Regions from separate parts of the Mus musculus genome. Here region 2 is linked to region 1. The links are chromatin contacts, called in public HiChIP or PLAC-seq maps. All regions are on one chromosome and are shown on one strand. Each heading gives the region's core, a stretch centred on a gene start, on an enhancer-like site or on the middle of the called end of the contact. The rest is flanking DNA. Distances are from core to core; before and after follow the strand shown. Region 1 holds the start of Slc1a4 (solute carrier family 1 (glutamate/neutral amino acid transporter), member 4). Region 2 has its middle 59 kb from the start of Vps54.

What was found. HiChIP or PLAC-seq counts read pairs in DNA pulled down with a chosen protein or histone mark.
Region 2: a contact with region 1 is called in an H3K4me3 HiChIP or PLAC-seq map of the 230-238 cell line, with 5 times the contacts expected there. The contact joins the enhancer-like site here to the promoter of Slc1a4 in region 1. A contact is called at or near these places in 3 of 39 promoter capture datasets (embryonic stem cells, hippocampal neurons and pre-B cells), 1 of 484 Hi-C or Micro-C datasets (B cells) and 3 of 115 datasets of contacts at active chromatin or transcription factors (the 230-238 cell line, large pre-B cells and memory CD8 T cells).

Annotation. Positions count from the first base shown.
Region 1 is chr11:20,330,558-20,335,461 of GRCm38.p6, forward strand. Slc1a4 (solute carrier family 1 (glutamate/neutral amino acid transporter), member 4) reads right to left here and starts at 2,156. Exons shown (of 8, transcript NM_018861.3): 1 at 1,389-2,156. The coding sequence starts at 1,915. It also overlaps the pseudogene Gm12033.
Region 2 is chr11:21,176,978-21,182,387 of GRCm38.p6, forward strand. No RefSeq gene overlaps it. Among named protein-coding and RNA genes, the nearest start is that of Vps54, 59 kb to the right of the region's middle. Within about 2 kb of position 3,819, at least 71 of the 459 cell types and tissues checked have an H3K27ac peak or open chromatin away from gene starts, as enhancers often do. A contact at or near this core is called in the 230-238 cell line, B cells, memory CD8 T cells and 1 more, where this site is marked.

The DNA.
Region 1 (4,904 bases), core at 906-3,405:
GTTCCTTTTTCAATGATGGAAGAACACCATTAAGGCTCCTGTGTTACCATAGAGAGGCACAGATGAACATCATACTCCCATTTGGGCCACAGATGGCTCTACAAAAAGAACCCTGAAACCCCATATTTCTCTCCCTGAGGACAGAACAAACCAAAGCTACTCTGGGCTTCAGTAGAGTTCTCTATCTCTGAACACATCTACAGTTATGTCTCAAACCTTAAGACTCTTGGACTACCAGGCCACCTGGCAGGCGCCAAAGCCTACAGTTCCATCGAAGTTCCCGTAGGCTACCTCCACTTGCTCTGTTTGCAGGAACTTTTGGTCTTTTTCAGCAGATTCCCCCACCCCCCCACCCCCCCACCCCCACCCCCCGTCCAATACCATGTCTCGGTTTTTTGTTTTGTTTTAGATGAACAAACTCTTGAAGTGGCAAGACAGCTGTCACATTTTCCACATGAAGAAATGGAGACAGGAGAAAGACAAGTCACTTGCCCAGAGTTCTCTGGTTTTCACCACCTCAGCAATGAGGAGCTTTGCCCAATGACTCAAGACAAAATATACCACTAAGGCTCAGAAAGCTGGAAGGCAAGCCAGCTGGACTCCTCGTTCAGACGAACCTGGTTACATTAGTAAACGCCTGCAGACTAATGTTTTCCCATCTGTGAACTTTGGATTAGTTCAAATGGAGAGGTGAAGCTTTGAAAACTACACTCTATCATCCCAGGGGATGAAATACAACTCCTGAGTGGAGAAAAAAAAAAAAAAAAAAAAAAAAAAAACAAGCAAAGAAAGGTGTGTGTATCTCAACTCTCTGGATCTCCCCGCTTTCTACAAAGAAATAACGCTAGGCCCCATGATCCTGACCAAGAACGTCCACAACCTGTCCTAAGCCTGAGAGGCAGTCACGTAGCTGGGCAACGGGCTCCACATAACTAACTCCAGTTTTATTATTCTTGGACACATCCATAATTCTGCTGAAAATTGCCAACTTCCTTCCAGACCAAAGGCTGAATCAGAGAAAACCTCAGACTACAAGCTGGATAGCTCCTCTGGTGAAAGTCACTCAATGTCCTGGAAGCTTTGGGGTGATGTAGGGGAGAAAACAGGAACAATTAAAAAAACGAAACAAAACAAACAAACAAAACTGAGAGAGCCCAGTGTAAGGAGTAAAGCACAACTGAGAAGGTATACACTTAACATCCCACCTAACGGAAAATCGGTTCCAGCAAAAAGCTGTGGCCTCCAGTCTTTAAAGGTGTGGCCAGCACGTAGCCCAGACGTAAATATGAAATTTAGTGTTAAGGGCCAACAGTAACTGAATTAACTCTAGGTGATATGAGTGCACGTGGCGTCTCCCGCCGTGCCTTTGGCGGGGTGGAGAGCAGTACCTGAGTAAATCGAGGAAAGAGTCCACTGTCTCTTTGGAGACCGGAGGAGGCCCTGAGTTCTCCAGCCCCAGGCTGCTGGACTGGAGGGTCTGCGCGCCCGCCCCTGGCTTGATGATGAACGCCAGAGCAACGGCGAGAGCCGAGGCGCTCAGCGTGGTGAGGCCGAAGTAAGCAACAGCGATGCCACCCAGACGCCCGAGGGAGCTGGCATCCAGGGAGGCGGCTCCCGACACCAGGCTGCAAACCACCAGCGGCAGGATGATCATGCGCAGCATGCGGAGCAGCATCTCGCCCGGGAAGGCCAGGTAAGTGATCTGGGTGCGGGTGAGCTGCAGCCCCCTCAGCGCCGCGCCCATGCCGGCACCCACCAACACTCCCGACACGGTGAGCAGCACCAGCGCGTGGCGCCGAAAAAAGCTAGCACAGCGCTGCGATTTGCCCATCGCCGTCTCGGGCGTTCGGGGCCCGGCCGCAGGCTCTGCCTGGGTGCCGTCGAGGTAGCCGTTGGTCTCGCCGCTCTTCTCCATGTCGTTGCCCACCGCTCTAAGCGGTAACACTCAAGGAACTTGGAGAAAAGACCGGTTTCGAATGAATGGATCAGGCGGAGACAGTGGCCTGTGCCAGCTGCGGCTTCCGAGCTCTGTGAGTCCCTACAGGAACACTTTTCAGAAAGATAAAAGAGAGACGTGGGTTGTGGGTTGGAGCCCAGGCAGAGCAGACCGCGCCGCGCCCAGCCTTCTTTCAGAGCCGCTGCAGGCTGGAGATGATGCAACGCAGGAGGCACGCTGGAGGCTGCAGCCTAGGAAGGAGGGCGGGGCTTGAGCTCGCCCCGCCCATGTAGGCGCACCTCCGATGTTACGACCAATTAGAACCCTGAATATCCGTTCCCCACCTCCCTGACGTTTCCCAGGTCCCGCCCTTCTCCCACCCTCCGGGAGGCACAGCAAAGAGAGTGAGAGACAGGCAGGCTGGGCTCTCCCGACGGGGCGTGAGGCCATCGGCCAATCCTGTCTCCTGGCAGCTTTCAGTCCTACTGTCCAGGCCTCGGGGAGAGAGGGAGGGGAGCGTCTGGAACGCCTCGGCAGTTCTTCTCCTCAGCTGGTGGAGGAGGGGAGCCCTCGGAGGTTGGTGCCCGCCCTCCGCTAGGGAGTCCGGAACGACCCAACCTCCATCCTGCGGGAAATCCTTTCTTCTAAGGGCTCTGTAGGCTTTCCTGGTACAGAGACAAAGGAGTGGGTGGATGGGGGAAAGTCTCATTGCGTGCACGTACAAGACTCTAGCAGAGCTTTACCCTTAGGTGACCAGCGAGTCCGGGTGGCACTATGCACAGTGCCAAGGGTGAGCCACTGCGTGCACTAGCGCCCTCTGGGGCGAGTCCATTGGACTCTGGGGAGAAGCCTGGTGTGTGCAGGCTGAAGACGTAAAACTCTCCCAGAGAAACAGAGCTCTAACGCCACCACTTTCGGTGGCGTGTCTGCCATGTAACTTAAGCTGAAACACAAGCGGGATTTTAACCACCCCCTTCCGGGTCTCCAGACTTGGCACGCCAACAGTTCAGTCAAGTGTTTGGCCAGTCTGAAAGATGGTTCAATGGATTTTTTAAAAATGCCATTTATTTACTATCTTCCCGGGCCACAGCAGATAAAAAGGGAAACCTTGGCAGTCGTTTATTGTGTTATTTATTTATTTATTTATTTATTTTTCCCTATTCTGCTTTTGAAAAGAACTACCTCCCCAGACCTCCAAGAAAGCCCTAGTTAGGTGTAGCTGAGTTAAAGAGGAAGACAATGTGAAGTAAAGTAATTTTGAAGTATACCATAACAGAAACCTGTGCAAATCAATATGTCCTGTCGAGGTGTAAAACGTCCAATTGTTGAGACAGCAAAGAGTTCCTTACATGAAGCCATTTAGCTGTCATGTACAGCTTGTTGAAATAGGAGCTTATTGGTGGGAGGGAGGTGTGTTCATTAGATGAGGACCTATACATATTTTTATCTTGTTTCCCAGAACATGGTTTACCTCTCTGTGCAAGGATGGATGATTCCTACAGACCCATGTTCCTCATTTCCAGGTAGCTCTGCCTCCTTTTTCCTAAGCTGCTGCTTTTATGCAAAAGACTGAAGTCATGTTCCAGAAGTGGGTTTCCAATTGCCTGCTTTACAGCTCCACCCAGACATTCTGCAGCATCTCAGCTCAGCATATTCCGAATCAGATTTGTGATTGTCTCCTCCAGCCTGTTACTGCTATCATTATGATCTGCCTCTGTGAACCTTCATGTTTAAGTTTTCTCTAGTCTGATCTGTTGTTAAGCCCCATGACTCATGTTGAAATGTCCTTTCTCTCCTCTACTTCCACTAGCCATGCTGTTGACTGCATGCTAGTGCTTGACAAATTCTTCCTTTGTGGCCCAAGCAGGCCTTGAACTCAGAATCTCCCCTGCCTCTATGTAGAGATTTGGTTTGTTGCTATGTATTGTAATGCTAAATACTGGCCCTTGTTGCCTAGGGGACTAGAAGATCCTCACAGTACATCAACGTGATACTATGTAACCTTGCCCCTCAAGTTATCCCTGATTGGTCAATAAAGATGCAGACAGCCTATAGCTGGGCAGAAGAGAGGCAGGTGAGGTTTCAGTTCCTGGGCTTGGGGTCTGAGGCAGGACCATGAGAGGGAGGAAAGAAGGTGGAGAGAGGAGACACCAGGGGATAGGTAAATCATGAAAACATGGCCATAAAGGCTAGCCAGTTCAAGTAAGAGCAGCCTAGGCAGAACGTGGCAAGTTATATCTCGGGGTCATTGATAGGGAAGTAGGCAAAATAGCTTAGAGGGGCGACATCTGCCCAGCTCTAGTGCTTTAAAGGCTTCTTTTTTTTTTTTTTTTTTTTTTTGGGTGCAGCGAACTTTATTGATGGTATTCAAGAGAGTAGGGAGGGCTCCCTAGGCCCCTCCTGTTATTATGGGGGTCTGGGATGGAAATTGTGAGGGAGATGCTCAGTGTTGGGGGCCGAGTTGGGATAGGGCCTCTCTTGCTCAGTGTCCTTGCTGGGGTGGGTGGTCCAGGGTTTCTTACTCCTTGGAGGCCATGTAGGCCATGAGGTCCACCACCCTGTTGCTGTAGCCGTATTCATTGTCATACCAGGAAATGAGCTTGACAAAGTTGTCATTGAGAGCAATGCCAGCCCCGGCATCGAAGGTGGAAGAGTGGGAGTTGCTGTTGAAGTCGCAGGAGACAACCTGGTCCTCAGTGTAGCCCAAGATGCCCTTCAGTGGGCCCTCAGATGCCTGCTTCACCACCTTCTTGATGTCATCATACTTGGCAGGTTTCTCCAGGCGGCACGTCAGATCCACGACGGACACATTGGGGGTAGGAACACGGAAGGCCATGCCAGTGAGCTTCCCGTTCAGCTCTGGGATGACCTTGCCCACAGCCTTGGCAGCACCAGTGGATGCAGGGATGATGTTCTGGGCAGCCCCACGGCCATCACGCCACAGCTTTCCAGAGGGGCCATCCACAGT
Region 2 (5,410 bases), core at 2,569-5,068, 850 kb after region 1:
TGGCAGTGTATGTGATGCTACTGGGATGCAGGCTGCTGTGAGAAGCTCTGTTTCAATCTGCTGCCAAGTTCAGGAACACTTACCTCATTAGTGAGGCGTGTCCATTCTAAACAACTAGACTTAGCAATGCGTCCTGGTCTTCCATCCTAGGCCATTGCTATTCAGTAAAATATTCTGTGATGACAGAAATTGTCATCTATGTTGTGTGACAGATACACCTGGCTGCTGAGCTTCTGATTTATGTCTGGTTTAGCTGAGGAACTGAGGTTTTAGTTTTAACTTTATTAAATTCATAGTGATTTCACTGATCTGCCCCAGCTCTTTACCATTTCTAGTCTAATCACCACACTTCCTTAAGACACGGTGGATTCATCTATAGGGACTATGGAGATATCTATAGGGACAGTCACCTATATGTGTCTCCTCATTTGCAATGTTTCAAACAGCATCCTTTTCTACATAGCATTTTTTTCTTTCAATTAGATATATGTGTGTCTGTCATGGAAGCCAGAAGAGGGCAGAGGGACCCTGGAATCACAGGCAGTTGTGAGCCAACTGCCATGGCTGCTGACAACCAAAATCTTAAGTGCTCTGAAGTGCTGAGCCATCTCTCTAGCCCCATAGCATTTTCTTGATAAATAGACTCATTTCATTTCTTAGTGTTGTAACAAAATTCATGACTCAAGCAGTTTAAGGGAGGAAGGGTTTGATTTAGCGCTCAGTTGGAAGACACAGCCCATCACAGCAGAGAGGTCTTGAGGTGATAGTCACATTGTATCCATGGTTGGTAAGGGACTGAGAATTGCTGGTACTCAGCTTGCTTTCTTCTTTATATTCCATCTTGGGTCCAAGCCCATGGAATGGCCCCACCACATAAAGGGTTGCCCTGCCTTCCCACCTTAAGTTAACCCAAACTAGAAAGTCCCTCATAAATATGTGCAGAGTTTATCTCCTAGGGGATTACTAGATCCCGTGAGGTTGACAGTAGTAATCATCACAAATGGTGATCCTGCCAGTAAGAAAACTGAGCATCAGGTTTCTAGCGTCTCCACCAAGATTCTCCACCACGTCTGACTTTTTACTAAGAACTTTGCAAATCTGTGTCCAAATAACTCACTGTACTTTCTAATTTAGCAGATTAGTTTACACGGCTGTTTACAGATCTGTAATGAAAAGGGGGGTACTTCTGCTATCAGATGCATTTTCAGTACACGGCTAATGATTTATGTTCCAAGTCTCTGGGGAAGTTCTGTGTTGTCCTGTGTCTAGCTCAGAGCCATTTTCTGAACCTCATGCTGACACCTGTGCCCACCATGTTTGGTAGTGTCTTCACTTGGCCAGATTCTCCTAGGGCATCTGACTAACTCCTTAGAGACAGTGTCTCTGCGGCCATCTCTGGAAGATACACACATATCACCATGCCAGGGTCCAGGCTCCTGTACACCTCTCTTCTTTAATAAATCCACCACTTCAAGACTTGATGCTTGTATCAGAGGAAGACAAACACTAAACTATTGAAACCAAAGCCAGTTTTGCATTGGCTCTTCCCCTCTCTCAGGGAAAGGCTGCCACCTGCTGTAACACATTAGCAACAAGGGGTTTTCAACAAGGTCATTGAACACTTAAATCCTACATTCAAAATTAATGTGCATACAACCTCACTGCCTGCCGTTCCCTGAGCCGGGAGTAGAAGCAGAAATGTAAACTACAAGCACTGAGTAGAGTTAAACAGAAAGTCACCCATTGAAGGGTACCCACGAGAAACTGTCATCTCCAGAATCAAGGATGTCCTTCACCACTCAGCAGCAGAAGCTCACATTAGCTCATTGTAATCTTAGGTAAATACTGACTGGTTTTCTACTGCCTTAGCCTTTCTAGTTCTGTGTGTCCTTATTCTCTACAGCACTAGCAAGGCTTTGACACATGAGAAGACTGAAAGAGAATACAGGTTGACAACTTGGGAGACAGCAGCTCTAAGCTCGATTCTGGCTCCCTGCAGGAGCACCAGAGTCAGGATCCCAGCACTGGGATAATTTTGTCAAATAAATACTTTTTTTTTGTTTATTTGTAGCCTACCTGCTTGGTGCGGTTAGTATGTCCAAAAGAAGCAAGTTTGCATGGCTGAGAAAAACCAAAGTGAAGGAATTAGGGACATGACACCCTCAAATTTGCTGCTTGGGTGTGTTGATGATCTTAAGATAAAATCTGAAAGTCAGCAGATTCAGGGAATGGCTCTTTCTGAGCTTCCTTATCTGCCCAAGGACAGGTTTTCTAAAAGGAACTCAAGGGGAATAGGTTCCTCTCTGGGAGTTTCTCGTCATCACGGAAACAAGCCGTGTGTACACTACACCTACAGTGTTTGCAGCAGACCACTGTGTGTCTCATCTGTTGGGAGGATCTCCTCATCTGTCCCAGATTGCTAACTTGTCCATCTTCCTTCTGAAAATGGAGTATGAATCTCTCGCCTCCTTTCATTGGCTATCTGATGGTTCGTTCTTTAGCTGACAGCTGTAGCATATATACATTGCAGTGGCTTTTTTTTTTTTTCCTTGCTACTCTGCTTCCGGTCAGATACTTCACAGATGTAGCTATTTTCAGAGAAAAAACTTACCAGGTTTCCTCCAGAGGCTGCCAGATACTGTGCGGGTATTTGACAAAAGTACCATCCATTCTGTTACCCCAAACCCAGAAAGAATAAAACCAGGCAGCAAGGCATTAAAAAAAAAATTCTTGGAAGATAGAGAAAGGTCTTGCTCACACAAAGACAAGAATAAGGTGATGACGCCCAGTAGCCTCATTTCCAGAATCCTGTCTCTTCTCCTCCACTCTCTACCTCCATCCTGGGTCAGTACTGTGGCCTCTGCCACACAACAAGTATAAAGAACAAGAATGTTTCACCTTGGCCTTCAGGCCGTTTGCCACCCCAGCCGCTTCACTCTTTTTTTTTTTTTTTTCTGTTTTTTTTTTTTTTTTTTTCGAGACAGGGTTTCTCTGTGTAGCCCTGGCTGTCCTGGAACTCACTTTGTAGACCAGGCTGGCCTCCAACTCAGAAATCCGCCTGCCTCTGCCTCCCGAGTGCTGGGATTAAAGGCGAGCGCCACCACGCCCGGTTGTCTCTTCACTCTTAACAGCAATTCTAGGAATGTGACAGACTGAGGACCTAGTTAGTGATTTCAGTGTTGGGTAGACATAAGTATGAGTGAACTTGTGTTTATAAATGAATACCAAACTTCAAAAAAAAAATACAATTAAAGCAAAAGTAGGAGGAAATACAAATAACTTCAGAACAAAAATAGCTTTGAAAAGAAAGCCTCAGAGTGGAAGAAGTAGTCTTCTGAATACAAATGATCAGCCCTGAAACATACGTGCAAGTAACATGCAGATTAAGCAGGCTATATTTAGGAATATGTAGCTCAGCATGTGGCACATGCATTTAATCTCAGCACTTGGGAGGCGGAGGCAGTTGGATTGCTGTGAGTTCAAGACCAGCCTGATCTACACAGCAAGTTTCGGGACAACCAGGGCAACATAGTGAGACCCTGTCTCAAAATAAAACAAATAAAAAACAAAAGCAAAAGCCAAACAAAAAGGAGATTAGACACACACACACGGATATAAGGGGGAAATGATGTAATTAAATTATTAAAATTTTAAAAACAAAAGAAAAACTTTTTTTTTAATGCCCTACTGTCTGGTTTTCATCTTTCTGAGTTTGAGGCAACAACATAGCTTTTGAGGCAAATGTATAGCATATGGTAGCCTCTGGGGAAAACCGTGTTAGTCTCATCTCTGAAAACAGCTGTACATTGCTGCCCACTGTCTACCACTTGCAGGTGCAGAGACAGGAAGTAAAGCTAGCCACACAGGCAGCAAGGACAAGGAGGTCTGGGGGTGTAAGGAAAGCTGTCATGAGTTGCATCAATAGCTAAGAAGAAAAATGAACCCTTAAAGGATCTGGCACCATAGGACATCATTCATGTGTGAGTGTGTGTGGGCTTTCTATCTCTACAGTACCTTGTGTGTGGTGAGGGGGTTGGCCTTATATTACAGTGTGTGTGTGTGTGTGTGTGTGTGTGTGTGTGTGTGTGTGTGATTTCTTTCTCTACAGTATAGTGTGTGTGTGTGTGTGTGTGTGTGTGTGTGTGTGTATTTGCATTTTAGCTGTTTGTTTTTGAGAAAGAGTCTGGTTGTACAGTTCAGGCTGACCTCAAACTTGCAATCCTGCCTCCACCTCCCACCCCCTTGGCATTGGGATTGCAGACATGCACTACCATGTGTAGCCATCAATATTTTATTTATCAAAACATTACATAATCACACTGAACACCTAGAATTCTGTCCTTTTTTCATTTCTTGCCTCTGTGATTTTTCACTATATTTCTTTATAGTGTCACAATCTACTTGGCATTTTAATGTCTCAAGTTTTTATTATGTCCAAACTTACCCTGCTGCTAAAGATTGAGTTTGTTGCTGTTCCCTTGAGTTAAGAGTGAATGGATATCTTTGTAGCAAGCACCTTTCTCCTTCAGTAATTTATTATCTATTATAGTGAAAAGCCCATGGTTGCTTTCAACAAATATCTATTAAACAAAACAAGTTATTTATAATCAATTATCAAGAGTGACGCTATAGGTTAAATATTAAAACAATTCTGGTATAAGCAAGCTGAGTATCTCTTGATACAGATCACTACAAAAAGCTTTCTAAGGGGATTTTACTAATGTGCAAGATCAAAAGATAACACAACTTTCCAGTGATAACATTATTTTTAAATCTTGCTAATTAACAAGAGCTCAAGTTGTGGGAAGGTTGTTGAAATGAAAGGTCACGAAAAGTCTGGGTCACTATGGAAAATGTGGGTCATGTGTCTGGTTGTCTTTAAAGTCTACACTTGACTTCTGTTTAATTTTTCTGATTTAAAGGCAGAGTATGTAAGGAGATCAGTTAACCACCCAAAGTTTGACTTTTCAGTTTTAGGCTGAAGAGCAGAAGTAGCTCCCTTCCAAGGTAAGGGTGGGCTAGAGAGGAAGACCATACGCGCTACAGGAGGCAGCTCCTCAGCTGTCTCCAGGAAAGTCTCCAGCTTCACTGGGAGTTCCCTATAGAATCAGGGGCTTTGTCTCAGACTGGCTGAAGCAAACACTCCAGGTAATTTTAGGGCACATTGAGTCGGAAAAACAATGCTTTTATATAGCAAAATTGCTACTGCCAGGAATGAAGCACAAAGCAAAAATTTAAAGCATGAATATGAATATAAAATAGTAAACAGAGGCAGTAAGGTGGTTCAGCTGATAAAAGTGTCACATACCTACCACCTGACTTTCAGTACCAAAGCCCCACAGTAGAAATGTTGTGAAAAGTATTAAAGAATGTCACCACCCTGCACTATACTCAGCTACTCTCTGCCCCA